2 separate regions of the Mus musculus genome follow, and region 2 is linked to region 1. A link is a contact called in public Hi-C data. All regions are on one chromosome and are shown on one strand. Each heading gives the region's core, a stretch centred on a gene start, on an enhancer-like site or on the middle of the called end of the contact. The rest is flanking DNA. Distances are from core to core; before and after follow the strand shown. Region 1 overlaps Armc2 (armadillo repeat containing 2). Region 2 has its middle 45 kb from the start of Ostm1.

Region 1 (4,305 bases), core at 987-3,486:
ACACCCAAGAGGCAGAACAGAGGCAATCTGCGTCCTTTCTTCCTCTCCCTGCCCCCACATCAAGGTCTCACTCTGTCCTAGAACCCACCATGTAGCCCAAGCTAGCCCTGAACCCAGAGTGATTCTCCTGTCTCAGCCTCCCAGGACTACAGGCTCCTGTTTCATTGTGCTTCTGAAGATGGAGAGAGTGGAGTCCAGGCAGAATCTAGGGCTATTAAATTATCCACCGCTCTTATCATTCAGTTCCACTGCAAACCAATATGAAAGGCAACACTGTAGAAAACAGATTGTATAGGGAAGATGGCAAATCATGATTCTACTTTACTCAGACATATCTCAAGAGTTGGAGGGGGCAGTGCTACTTGCAGGCCTTCTTCAGACTTCCTCCTCTAACGTCTGCCTCCTGAGCCCCTTGCCTGGTACCACAAAAACGTATATGAAATATTGAAAAATCATAGGAGCAATGAAGAGATTCTACACACACAATCATCTTTAAATTCACTTATGTTTTTCACAACTTTTGATTTATTCATTGTGTCTTCTTGGCAATTGCGCATACACATACCCCCGCACAGATATACACACATACAAATAATTAAAAATAAGTCTTTTAAAAATCCAGTGAACTCTTCTCCCTTGTCTGTATAAGCTGAAGAGAAGTCAGTGTATAACGCACAATAGCATGTGTTTAAAAAATCTATTTGAACTCAGCGGTGTCTGAAATTAATCTCCAAGCCTCCAAATACGAACCTTTCCCCACACAGGGCCGATAACTCCTGAGAGAATCAGGGAAGCTGTACAATTATCACCTTCCTCCCAATGCTCAGGACCCACCGCTGCTTTTCAGGAATGTCTACTGGCTATTGCGAGTCTAAGCTTGCCTTTTATCAAACCTTCTTACTGCCAATGGAGGCCTGGCAGGCTGAACCTGGGGACACTCAGGAGCACCAAATGCAAACAGGGAAGTCTCAACAACTAAACTGTGTTTAAATGGTAAGGATACAATGTAGGCAAAACAGCAAGACCGGCTAATCTGTGCAGACCTATCAGCAAGACTTCATCATAAAACAAAATTGAATTGTCTTTAGCACAGAATTAGTCTTGAGTGCAGGCCCAGAGTTCCTTTTCCAAACTTTTGGGCCAGGTGTGGTGCAGGCTTCAGAAATGCCTGGATCTCAGAATGAAAGCAGTGTTCACAACAGGGACTTCGGAGCACCACCCTCCAGCGTAACACGTGAACGCTCACACTAGAGGGGCCAACACTACAGCTCTGGTCGGATCTGCCATTGCCACTAGAGCTATTTCAACGTTTGGGATGTTGAGGTTTTCAGAATGGCAGACAAAAGACTGTAGACCATCATCTCTGCTTTTTGGATTTTTGAGTGTGCTTGAACTGGATAAAACATGCACATGGGGCTGGAGAGATGGCTCAGCGGTTAAGAGCCCTGACTGCTCTTCCAGAGGTCCTGAGTTCAGTTCCCAGCAACCACATGGTGGCTCACAAGCATCTGCTATGGGATCCGATGCCCTCTTCTGGTGTGTCTGAAGAGAGCAACCATGTACTCACATTAAACAAACAAAACAAACAAGCATGTAATTCTAAAAGTAAATACAAATAGCCACGCAGTATAAGAAGACCGCCGCTCATAGTCCTAGGTAATTAATCCACTTAGAGGCCAAAGGATATGAACAGACTCAGTATTGAAGAAGGCAAACAAAAAGCCAGAAGTTGTTAAGTCAACAACAGTCAATTTCCTTGACATATATAGGAAACACTTAAATTTGCTAGAAAGCAGGTTGGGGAGATGGCTCGGTGGGTAAGGCACCTGCTGCTGCAAGCTTCAGGACCCAGGCTTGGATCCCCAGCACATATAAAAGAAGCCAGGCATGGTGCTGTAACCCCAGAGCAGAGGAGCAGAAACAGGCAGATCCTGCGAGCTCACTGACCAGCTCAGTGTGGCCAGAATGTGGCTCCATGTCCAACGAGAGACCATCTCAAAAAATATGGTAAAGGGTTCGAGAAAAAGACTCTGACATTGAGCTGTGGCATCATCTATTGGAGTAGGAACCTGCTCTAACACATCAAAACCCCAAATTACTAGAAATTCAGGCTTTAAATCCATGTGGTCTTAAAAAAAAAACAAAAAACCAAAACGAAACCCCTACACAGTGTGCTTTTCAATGTAAAGCTGAGCGATCAACTAGTTCCCCAGGAAGAGTGAAATCAGTCAACATGCTCCCCCCAGGAAGAAATGATTATCAAGATGAGTCAGAAATCACCCAAGTTTAGTTACCTCCAGACCCTTCTGAGACTTCTCAGACTCATTTTGAGAAGTTAGCTAAACACTGTGGTATAAGAATTTCTTCTCGGTCGTCTCCCAGGAATCCCCACTAATGTGGTTGTGTCTTGCTATGGCCTTGCTTCTGTATCCCCATGTGGTCCTCACTGCCCCCATCACCTCCATTCCATACCCTATCCCCAGTGAATTCTAGAAACTGAAGCATGTCTACAAACACACAGTGTGGCCCAGTCTTGGGGAACAACTTCAAATTTTAAAAAGGACTTTCATCTAGGTTCACTGCTTGCTAAATATAAAAATAATGATTCAACAGGAAAATTGGGTAAGTCAGGCAAGAAATACTGCCTGTTTTTGAAGATTCTGCTGTCTCCGTGGTTATAGCTGTTAACCACAGCTTTCAGCTTTGGACCCAACAGCTTGATACATTGTTAGCATTGGCTGGTGTTTTTAGCATGCAAACGTAAACCCCTTAGCAACAATGTTGTCTAGGGAATTGGAAGGCTTAGATTCTCCTGAGTTCTAGATACATTGCAGGTGACCACTAACTGTCTCCTTACTGGTGAGGGGCTAGTTTGAAGATAACATCTTTTACACGGTGCTAGATTGATATCATTTATCATCATTTTTTATTTTTGTTGAGACAAGGTCTTACTGTAGCTCAGAATGGCCTGCAATTCATAACCCTGTCTCTGTTTCCAAAATGTTCAGATTATAGATGTGTACTCATAGAGCCCGACATAAACTTTTGTGTGAAATGAAAAAAAAAAACTATGAAGAATATAACAGACACTGTCCTACCCTGAATAGTTTGGTTCAATGCTAATAATGTGCTACGTTTGTATCTTTTTATTTTAAAGACAACAACAACAACAAAAACCTTGAAGGCTTAAAACCTTCTTATGCCTGCCTTATCTAGATCCTTCCCCATGGGGGGGGGGGTCACCAGCCTTTGAAATGGGGGTGACAGCATGTTTGTTTTTCTAGGTGTGACACAGAGCTCCCTAACTCTTGTTTCCACAACTTAAGGTTTCACCTGCTGCTTGTGTTGTACAGTCAATGTTACAATGTTACAGTGTTACAATGTTACAGTGTTACAATGTTACAGTGGTATAGTGTAACAAATGTTCCCTGGCTCATTTTTCTCACTGCCTGACTTTGCACCATTTCTAACCATTGGTCTGTATTATTTCATATTTCCTCAGGCAGAATAAAGTCCCTAAAGGGCTTTCATAATATAGTTTCATTTAATGTAACAGACAGCTGTCCTACCCTGACTAGTTTGGTCCAATGTTAACAATGTGCCACATTTGTATCTTTTTCTTTATTTTAAAGACAAAAACAAAAAACAAAAAATCTTGAAGAATTAAAACCTTCTTCATTTAAGTGGGCAATGCTTTTGAACTTAAGTTTAGATTTACACTGATATTAAATCTGCACACAAACCCTCCAGATACCTTCAAGCTATAATTTCTGTGAGTTTCTGTCTACATTGAAGGCAGCAGACCTGGATACTGGTTTAAGACGGCAGTGAAAAATGAAAACTTAGAAAACAAATGGTTTCTGAGCAAGTTGGATCCAGTTCCTGAAGTTGTCGAACAGAGTTACTAAGGGCTCGGTGTGGCACTCTAGACTCTCCTTGACTTCCACCTAACATTTGTCTTTGAAAAACAAGTCACACTGTTTAACAGCACAAAGATCTTGAGAATGAAGGATGCTGAAGGCGGAGAGGCACACTCACCTGCTCTGGATGCTGAAGGCGGAGAGGCACACTCACCTGCTCTGGATGCTGAAGGAGGAGAGGCACTCTCACCTGCTCTGGATGCTGAAGGAGGAGAGGCACTCTCATCTGCTATGATGCTGAGGGCAGAGAGGCACACTCACCTGCCCTGGTTTCCTTCCTGCTCAGGTCTGAGCTGCTAGGGCACGAGGAGGCCCTGGCACGCCGTTTCCCAGGGTCCCTAGGAGGAAGAGCAATGGATGAGACACAGAAGTATTTTCATTTTTA
Region 2 (4,305 bases), core at 590-3,089, 650 kb after region 1:
TGCTCCTTTCTCGTTTTTTTTTTTCTGGGGCGACATCCTCCGTTGTGGGGCTCAGGGAGGGCGAGGGGGAAGGTGTTTGCTAATGCTCTGTGGGAAATGCTTTGCCCGTGGGTGGACTCCCGCAATGGCAGAGGGCGTTTGCGCGCGCCCTTTAGAAGCGTTTGGCTCGGTCCGATGCGGCCTGGAGATATTTTGTTGCTGTCCAGGGGAAGGAGGACGCCGCTTTCCCTCCTTCTCTCTGCCTTACCCAGAGAAGACCCCTGAGTGTGGAAGAGCGCGTTCCCACTGTGCAAAAATGTGGCATGCTTAGAACAAACTGTCGGTGCGTGCAAAGGCCAGGGGTGAGGGTTAGGGTGGCTAGGTGGTACCTCAGTTGTGTCCTCCCTCCCGTGCCCCTATCTCTGAGATGACCTGGCTCCTCAAAATACCTTCTGGGTTCCACAGGCCTGAAATCACCCAAAAGTGGTGGTGCCGCGGTGGGTCTCCCTAGCCACCCTCTCCTGCTCCCTGATCCTGGTTTAAGACTGTGGGGGCTCAGTCCCTCGCCTGCTCTGGCGGGACACCTCGGCGCCCCGCTCCTCTGGGGAGCTCCCTAGCGCCCCGAGTCCCCCCCCACCCCGCCTCCGCGCCGCCCCACACTCTTCGCCTTTGTCTTGCAACCGGACCCCCGCCCCTCCGGCCGCTCCTGTGAACTGCCTGCCCCGTGCGAAGGCGGGGGTACTTTTCAATGCAGCGCCGCAGCTCCCTCCAGATTTGTAATCCGCCAAAAAGCCGCTGATTGCTGCAATCGTTACTTTTCATTAAAAAAACTTAGAAGCAATTTGGGAGAGCCCTTCTCAATGAATACATTTACCCCCGAACGGTCTTTATTCTCCGACTCCACTTGATGAGTTTCTCTGGCGAATCCGTTCTTACAGGCACAGAATGGGCAATCCCTTGATCCCCGTCAATTGTCATCCCGAGTCGGGGCCACTTTGACCGCCAATAGTGGGGAAGTCAGAGCTAATCCTCAGAAGGAATCACGGGAAAAGAAAAGCAACAATAACCAAGTCAAGCGTAAAAAATGAAAGAGAAATCTCTATTATCACTCAGTACATTTCCCAGCTATGTACTGAAAAAATCAGCTCGCTTGTCATTCGAGTCAGACACCCGCAGAAGAATATGGGGTCGTGGTGGGTTGGTAGACTCACACGACGTCAGGAGAGATGTTTGAGAGCGAAAGGCCTCTCCTCTGCTTCTGCCAAATCCCCCTCACATCCGCCATGACCATTAAATACAGACTGACTTTATTCTGTATGGGGAGGCCCAGGGGTGGCTGGCGAGGGAGCCCCCAACTGTGCACAGATACAAAAAAAAAAAAAGAAAAAAAAAAAAGAAAACCCTTGCAGAGCGGGGTGGGGGGAGTGTGGAAGCCAAGGATACACAACTCTCCCGCCCCTCCCGCTAGGGCCGGCTTGGCGACTGTCCCCCTCAAGGGCGCATGTGCTCTGTGCACGCGCTGCTGGTCCCCGGGTCCTGGCCGGTGTCAGGGCAGCTCAGGCCAGACCTGAGGGAGTAAGCCAACACGGCCATTTCCCACGCCGACACCTACAGTACTCAACACTGGCCTAGGCGCCCATTGCTGGGGCTGGGCTGGGGACAAAGTTCTCAAATGGCCGAGGTCAAGCGGGTTCCAGCCCAGGCGCGGCCAGAGCATCTCGGGAGGGATCGCTTTAACAGCTCCAAAGAGCTCCCAGATCAAGGTGCGAGGACCATGACCAGTATCACCTTGGGTAGCTGGCCTAGGAAGGAGGCGAAAAGCTCAAAGGGCCTGGGTCTGACCGCACCTTGTGGGTGCAGAGAAAAGTCTTTTGGTTTTTGGAGTGCCCAAACTTTACTTTCAGTTTCTCAGTAGGTGCAAGGAACCTCCTGCAGCCTAAAGGTTACTCTGCCTTTCCCAGAAGCTCCCGGGTGGAGGGCACTTCCTCTTCTCTTAGCTGGACCTGGAGGAGTCTGAGAGGTACGGCTGCAGCTGGAGTTGCCGCTCAGTGTTTGGGGTCACCCTAGTCAACCAAACCCGCCCTTGATGCCTGAAGCCTTATTCATCTGGGGAACCGCTCGGACCTGTCACTTCCCACACCCACCACATTACATGTGTTTAAGTTACATACATCACTCCCAAGCACAGCCTATTCATATCATATATTCAGAAAAACCTGTTCATGCGGTAACAAACTTCTAAACATACTACACAAGAGCTGGCCTCATCTGCACGAGTATACACACGCACGCGCGCGCGCGCGCACACACACACACACACACACACACACACACATACACGCTGAGCCTGTACACTACTGCAACACTAGCTGTGCATTATGGTCCCCAGGGTGTCCAGACTGAGTGTCTTTGGGCTTTGGCTGAGGGATCTAGACCTCCTCTGGGGTTCCCCACTGGGGCGAGTGCCTGGAACTTCTCTGAGGGCCTTCTGTGCTCAGTCTCTTCACCTGCTAGACTGGTAGAGTCGGGCCTGTTCAGGAGCTCCTCAGACCAGATCAGAGATCACACCAAGACCTATGTGGTAGGCCAGCTCACATAGGCACCAAATACTGGCCAAATGACCCTTTAAGGGAGGTGGACAGGATGCCCTCCAGTGGACGCAGGAATGAAGGTCTGAGATGCAGAGAGTAGAAGATAAACCCCCAAGGATCCCCATCCCTGCCGTGCTGAGTAAGGAGGAAGGTGGAGTGAGCCTGGCTGATACCTACAAAGGACATTCAATCCTACCCAGACTCTCACAAACGAACCTACACTTGGTCCGTGGTCTGGAAAGGGTGCTTGCGGAGAGGGCGACACTCTGCAGTCCTAATTAGTGATTTTTGTCCCCTTGTTACTGGGCTCAGCATCTCATGCAAATGAGCTTCTCATTTCAGCCACATTACCCCAGCTCCAGAATTAACTGACTCTTATCTTTAATGATATGCTGCTGAACTTCTCCCAGCCCGGCTAGCTTTTTATCTTGATTACTCTAATCAATAAGAAATGATAGAGTAGAATTATAAACTCTATTGGCTTTTAAATGTTGCCGACAAGCCCTCTAGATGCCATTCCTGTTCATTGTTATTTATTAAAATGATCCTTAGGATAAAGGCGGATGCAAATACAGAGTAGGACAAGGGGAAAGAGTCTGGGGACCAGTCCCAGCCAGTCCCTGACACCCCACCCCCCACCCTCCGCCCCAGCCCCAGGGAAGAGTCCATGCTGTTTGGGCTTGAAAGGATAAAAAAGATATTTTATTAAAGCTTTATAAAGAAAATTGCCCCTTTGAAGTATTCAGAGAAACAGAAAAACAAATTTAAAAGCACGAACCTCCCCCCCATCCCCACCCCCGCCCGGTCCCAAATGGTATTAGAGGTGAAAGCTTTGAGATACAGTCTCATTCTGGGAGGAGGTGGTATGCTGGTGGAAGCCCTACTCAAAGCTGTACACAGTGTCGGGGAGCGTGTATGTACAATTTCAAGCAGGCGGATCAACTTGACTATCCTACCACTTCTGGGAGGAGAGGGGGCGGAATCTCTTTTAAGTCTGCAGACGGTACTTTCTCCTCGAGTTGGTGGGTGGGCTGTTGGCTAGAACCTGAAGGTGACTGGACGATGTTTTGGGGTTTCTAGTTGTCTGGTACCAGGTGCTAGTGAGTTGAGTCTCGGAGCTCAACTCACTAGCGTTAGCAAGTCTCAAGATTCCGGACTCCATCAGGCCCAATTTGAGCGGCTTGGTCTGTGTTCCCCCCCCCCCTCCCCCAGCAACCTGGTTTTGGCTAAAACAGTCTTCCTTCTTTGCTCACTGAAAGACCTGTGAGGGCCCAAGGGGATAGGGAATGTCGCTCCACCCGCATACTACCCTCCACCACCCCCACCCCCACCCCCGTTCCCCCAGAGCGCAAACATACACTGGGAATTTGGTTTCGGGGCGTTTGCGAAGGGCCAGAGGTTGCGGAGAACACAGGCGGTCTCAACTCATCAGTCCTGGGCGGTTCTCACTAGCTTTCTTTTAGAGGCTATTCTGCACCAGGCACTAGGGACCATAGGCCACTCTTCGGAGATCAGGGACTTTTTTTTCCACTTTGGCTGAACCGGTCTGGACTTCCGATGGCGTCTCGAGATCCCTAGCACTCAGAACCCAAAAGGTCTAGCGGGGTGGGGGATGGAGGGCGGGGGGGGGGGGAGAGGCGTGCGCACAGCCCTGGACTCCGAGGGACTTGCTGCGGGGCGAGCAGTAGCCCAGGGGGCCCACCCTGCTGTCTACGCTCCTCCGCCGGGCCCGAGC

What was found. Hi-C and Micro-C count contacts between places; a contact is called where the count stands out from the background.
Region 2: a contact with region 1 is called in a Hi-C map of group 2 innate lymphoid cells, with 2.9 times the contacts expected there. The contact joins two enhancer-like sites. A contact is called at or near these places in 1 of 15 datasets of contacts at CTCF or cohesin (large pre-B cells), 41 of 484 Hi-C or Micro-C datasets (the AtT-20 cell line, B cells, the C2C12 cell line and 29 more), 12 of 115 datasets of contacts at active chromatin or transcription factors (astrocytes, bone marrow-derived macrophages, craniofacial prominence and 8 more) and 3 of 9 other capture datasets (adipose tissue, embryonic stem cells and liver).

The regions. Positions count from the first base shown.
Region 1 is chr10:41,976,340-41,980,644 of GRCm38.p6, forward strand. Armc2 (armadillo repeat containing 2) reads right to left here. Exons shown (of 18, transcript NM_001034858.3): 6 at 4,182-4,258. Among named protein-coding and RNA genes, the nearest start is that of Gm33058, 20 kb to the left of the region's middle. Within about 2 kb of position 2,237, at least 54 of the 459 cell types and tissues checked have an H3K27ac peak or open chromatin away from gene starts, as enhancers often do. A contact at or near this core is called in group 2 innate lymphoid cells, where this site is marked.
Region 2 is chr10:42,631,667-42,635,971 of GRCm38.p6, forward strand. No RefSeq gene overlaps it. Among named protein-coding and RNA genes, the nearest start is that of Ostm1, 45 kb to the right of the region's middle. Within about 2 kb of position 1,840, at least 26 of the 459 cell types and tissues checked have an H3K27ac peak or open chromatin away from gene starts, as enhancers often do. A contact at or near this core is called in group 2 innate lymphoid cells, where this site is marked.